Regions from separate parts of the Triticum aestivum genome. Here region 2 is linked to region 1. Evidence: chromatin contacts called from public Hi-C data. All regions are on one chromosome and are shown on one strand. The core of a region is the stretch at or near the end of the contact, and the rest is flanking DNA. Distances in the headings are between cores, read along the strand shown.

The links. Hi-C and Micro-C count contacts between places; a contact is called where the count stands out from the background.
Region 2: a contact with region 1 is called in a Hi-C map of leaf, with 5 times the contacts expected there. The contact joins the promoter of LOC123043210 here to the promoter of LOC123043208 in region 1. A contact is called at or near these places in 3 of 5 Hi-C or Micro-C datasets (all in leaf).

What each region holds. Positions count from the first base shown.
Region 1 is chr2B:24,536,997-24,539,696 of IWGSC CS RefSeq v2.1, forward strand. LOC123043208 reads right to left here and starts at 1,309. Exons shown (of 4, transcript XM_044465584.1): 1 at 1,135-1,309; 2 at 263-924. The coding sequence starts at 669.
Region 2 is chr2B:24,830,594-24,833,293 of IWGSC CS RefSeq v2.1, forward strand. LOC123043210 (putative disease resistance protein RGA3) reads right to left here and starts at 1,273. Exons shown (of 1, transcript XM_044465586.1): 1 at 1-1,273. The coding sequence starts at 966.

The DNA.
Region 1 (2,700 bases), core at 59-2,558:
CTTTAGTATTGTAGATGTTGATATATTTTCTATAAAGTTAGTCAAACTTTACAAAGTTTGACTTTGACTAAATCTTATATGCAGACTACAAAGAAACGGAGGGAGTACAATGACAGTCCCGGTCTACTTTGTACAGAGGGAGTAATAAAAAACGCCATGAAGAAGGAATATGTGTTTCTTCAGGGCCGGAGGGAAGAAAAATGGAATACATACTGCCAGTATCATCTTTAACCCAAGTAATAAAACAAATTTGTGGATTTACCTGCTCAATGTATGTGAGTTGGCCGAGAATGCTTGGAGGAGCACTTGTTTGTAATCAGATCCAAAAGCCACTTGACAATTGCAGATGATGCCCTCTAGCTGGTCCAAAGAGCCCGGCAAGATGAGTCGGGCACGGCCAGGGTCCATGTGGGCATGTGACGGATAGTGAAGCTGCCGCACGTTGCTGCTGGTTGGAGTTGGAGTGTCGTCGCCATCACTAGATGCATAGCCGTCATGGCTGCTGCTTTGGGAGTGGCACCCGCTGAGGGAGAAACAGCAGACGATGGTGTCTGCCTGGATCGAGTAGGGGGGCTGCTCGATGGACCGGAGGAGGTTCTTGGTAGCAGCACACACCTCGCCCCTGTCCCATAGGTTCAGTCTGCAAATTTCTTCTTCAAGACGTTGCATTGCAACAGCTAGCCTGGTTCACTGAGCTTTGGGATAGCCAAGCACCGCAAGAGAAGGAAGCGGCTGCAGATTGTAATCTTTGAAGCGTGGTGACAGGGCAGCACCAAGAAGGGCCATACAAATACAAGGCCTAGTGGCCAGGAGGGGCAATCGACGCGCGGGTATCAAGGTGCTGCTAGTCCGTCGTCGCCGATGGGCAGCCGGCCGGCTGTACATGCGCCCCAGCGATAGATCCTCCCCGCAGCCGAGCGAGCACTGAGACAGAAAATTCGGAGAAAATCTTCCTTAAAAAGATGAGATGGATCAACTGACGCAGCAACAACGAGTAGCCGAGGAATGGAAGATCCGACAGAGAGGGCGAGAGCTTCAAGCTTCAAACCCCCAAAGCTAGCCCAAAGCCGAAAGATCCCCCCAAAAATGGGAGCAACAAAAGGGGAAAGCGGGGAGTGAGGGCGGAATCGGTACCTCCAAGTCGGGCCTCCCGGCCGGCGTATTTGCGGCGCTGCGCCTGAATCGCTCGCGACGGCGCCCCGAGAGAGAGGTGGAGCACCCTCGGCGAGAACGGAGTGAGGCGTGTGAGGGGCGAGGAAAGGGACGACACAGGAAGACGATGGTTTTTGGGGCCGTGTGGACCCTTGGCCGTGGCGCTAAGCCGGGCCACGTAGATACAAGGAATTGTTTTTGGTAAGAAGGAATTGACATGTACTAGGATGCCCCTCTGAACACATGACTAGTACCAGTTTGTAAAACAGCCAATCCCGGAGCAGCGACCCAAACGAACATTAATTTTGTTTTTCTGTTTTTGTTTCGGTCACCCTTCTGCTCGGCCGTGTTTGCTTTTTTATTTGGATTGGCCGGTGCGTCCAACAGGGGGCGGATGCATTTTGTGCATGTTCGTCCCGACATTTCGTCAAACACGTAGCGGGCAAGGACACTAGTGCACGTTGACCTATATCGTTGTTCCAGCAGGCGCAGGAGGAGTAGCGGTACGACATGTTCCTCCTGGAGCAGCACCGGCTGGCGGAGGGTCAGATCGACGACGAGCGCGCGAGCGAGGAGGCCGTGACGATCATCGCCGTGACGAACCCCAAGTTCGTCGTGGAGCAGCATGCGATCTAAAAGGTCACCCGCGCTCAAGCGGCCGCTCGACAGGAAGCAGCCGTTGTGGAGGTGTAATTGTAGGCGATCGCCAAGGAGAACAATGTCAGCTGCGCCTACACGCATCGTCGACGAACTATTTGGCAGCCCTGTAGGATGACGACAGTGCGAGCGGCACCATTTTCATCGTGGACCTCACGTCCATCGGCGACGGACAGGTCGCGGACTCCTCCGAGGGTAAGTAGGGCACGGGAGGCGGCAGGGCCTTGTGTCCCATGTGGGCCGGTCTGTCTTTCATATTCTACTCTTTCTCGTCCGAGACCACACCTTCAGTTCACGGGTCTTATCGTCGGTGCTCATGAAAACGGCGGATGGAGGATGCGGTCTCAGGATGGGAACAACAAGGGCTTGGACGCCGGCGGCCGCGATAGTTTTTTTTCTAAATATTCAAAATGTAAAGAAAACCCCCATGTTTCATGTTTGCATGAATGTGGTCCGTTTGTGTAAACTATATCCGAACTTTAAATGAAATCCAGCCGTGTGTGCATAAATTTCGTCTGGTTAGTTCGGATGGTAGTTAGGAGTTGGTTTAGATTTGAACCAGACCTTTGTGTAATCCCATTTAAAAATATGATCATTCGGTGGGGATCAAATCAAATTAAAAGCTGGCACTAGATAAGGATGCTGAAAGAATCACGCTGGGAAAAAAAGAGCTACAAGACCGAAAAGTCCATTCTGCACCCGAGCTCATATGCTCCCGCATGAATAGTAAAATTAAAAAAAAATCGAAAAAAATTCAAAAATTTCCAAATTTTTTTTGAGACAAACATTGACAAAAGTTCTAAGTGCCTGCAAAAATTCGTCATGAAATCACATTCCTAGAAGGCGTGGCAAAAAAACAAATTCAGTGCTTCAAAATGCGTTTGAAAGTAG
Region 2 (2,700 bases), core at 23-2,522, 290 kb after region 1:
GTCGAGCACGAGCAGGCACCTCCTGGAGCCGACCAGCCCGCGGATCGCCTGCTGTAGCACGCCGAAGCTCATCCCCGCGGCGGCGCATTTCTCGTCGACGCCGCTTGATCCGGGGATGGACCTCCATATCTCGGCCAGCAGCTCGGTCTCGGTGAACATGCATCGAACGCTCGCCCACACCATCAGATCGAAGTGCTTGTTGTTGTCCCCGTTGATTCTCTTGTCATGCCATGCCCGCCGAGCGATCATGGTCTTCCCGATGCCGCTGTGGCCGATGACCGCCACGACATTCTTGTTGCTGCTGCTGCTACTGGGCTGGTCGCTGACGTTGTTGAGCAGGGCCGAGACGAGCCGGCCATACTCCTGCTCGTACCCCACGAACAGTTCTTGGCCCGTCGCCCCCGGTAGCAGCGGGCCAGTCGCCTTTCGTGACACGGAGCGCGAGTATCCTCGGCCTCGGCCCCGGCTGCCGCCGGAGTCGATCCGCGGCAGCTGGGCGAGATCCCGCAAGCTCTGCTGGATAAGCGGAAGCTCGTCCAGGAGTTTCTTGAGCCGGTTGAACGCCTTGTCCCTGCCGATCAGCCGTCGGCCGGCTCTGGCCGCGGAGTGAGCAACCTGAGCAAGCTTGTTGTCGCGCAAGTTGGACATGACGATGTCGTCGTAGGTGAAGACGTCCAGGACGGACTCCACATCGTGGATGGCGTCGACCAGCCGGCCCACCCAGCTAGCCATCCCGCCGCCGGCGGAGACGTCCTCGTCGGAGCGCCGCCGTTGAGCCTGCTGCTGGACGGCCTCGATGGTCGTGGTCATCTGGTCCAGGACATCAACAAGCTGTTCGAGGTGCTTGGCCAGATGTTTGAAGCTCGAGTACTTGCTGCTCACCAAGGATCTGGCCTCGCCGATGAGCTCCTTGATGATCGGCGAGAATACCCACCCACCAACCACCAGCAGCGTGCCGGCCGGCATGGCTACGCACTCTGCTGATGCCTTGACGACAAAGCCGTGCCGGCCCAAGGATCGATCGAACCTGGCTAGCTAGCTATAGGCTTGCCCGACGTGATTTAAGTAGCTACTCTAACTGCTAACTTATTTAATCAAGAGACCACTCATGCGGGGGAATGAAGCTGAGCTAGCGGAGAAGGGATTTTGCGCGGTTTACGCGTGCGTACCGCGGGATCGTGCCCGTCCGTTGGTTTTGAAGTCACCGCTCGGTCAGGCCGGCACCAGGTGCATCTATCAATAGCTTTTGGCCCATTATTAGATGTAAAAATGCAACGGGTCAGATTTCGCCATACGTCGGACTACAAGATGTTTACCCGCACTTCACATCGCATTCTCCCATCAATAAATTTTTGTGTTTAATTTTTTGACCCAAACACAAAGGAAAATGGTCATATATTTTGAACCAAATGTTCAGTTTTGAATTTGTTTTCATTTTCAACTTTGTCTTGATGAGATCTTTGAAACAAGATCCATGTCGAAAATGTTTTTTGATTATTGTTATTTTGCTTTTTGAAACTTCACTTGAGATTTAGTTTAAGCAAGTGCATGAACATATAAATGTTACAGTTACTTTTGAAAATAATAATAGTAATAAATTTGAAAAATATACTCAACATTGATCTTGTTTTGAACATGTTGTCAAAACAAAAAAGGTGGTAAAAGAAAAAACAAATTAAATTCAGAGGAATGATTCAACATATATGACTATATTTATGTTTGAAGAAAGTACGTAATAAATACATCCTCCGTCCCAAAGTAAGTGACTCAACTTTGTGAGACTCAGGGGGTGTTTGGTTTCAGGGACTTTTTTGTGTTGGGACTAAAAAAAGTTCCTAGCAAACCAAACAGGGGGGACCTCTTTAAGACTTTTTGCTTTTTTTTTGAAGCACCTTCTTGAGAGTTTTTTTTCAAAAAGTCCTAAGGACTAGAAAAAGTCCTAGGACTAGAAAACCAAACACCACCTCAATGATGGGAGAGGAAAGAGTGGAGTGAGGGTTCTTTTGTTTTTGACATAGTATATGAGGCCCTTTTTTGCAAATGTTGAGCACCATATAGCAGGATTGGTAGGGAGGCCTCGTCGTAATCTGTGGCGCTCGTGGTATCCACCATCGCCACGCTTTGTGTTCGCTGTCATCGCGCAGGGCTGTAAAGTCCTGTTGGGGACGGCCGACTCATAAAAAATGCTTCATTTTACACATCACTTAAGCACTACTGACATGGATATTAGCCTTAAATCAGAGACAATCAGAGATGTTAGGGGGGTCAGGCCCCTGCTGGTCCCCACTGTCTCTGCCACTACATGTGCCACACTCGGCAGCTCATGTGTCTCGGCGGCTACAGGGCCAGGCCAGGCGTCACTGCAGGCCACGGAGCGGCACTGCAGCCATGCATCAGCGGGAAGGGCAGGCCACGGAGCAATCAGGCAGAGCATGAGCCGATCGCTTCGTCCAGCCGTGGGAGCCGTTCCCAGGAATTTCGCGCTGCAGCAGATCGCGCGCGCCCTCACACGGAGAAGACGCTGTTTCCCCTAATCCTATGCCATGTCGCACCGATTTCCCCGTTGTTTCTTGGCAAGTTAACTGTCACCGGGAAAACCTCTGTGAGCTACTAGCTCCCGATCATCCACCGTGCATCTATATATCGATCTTGGCCACTTGAGGAGACACAGAGGTGAAGAATATTTCTTGGCCAGTGGGC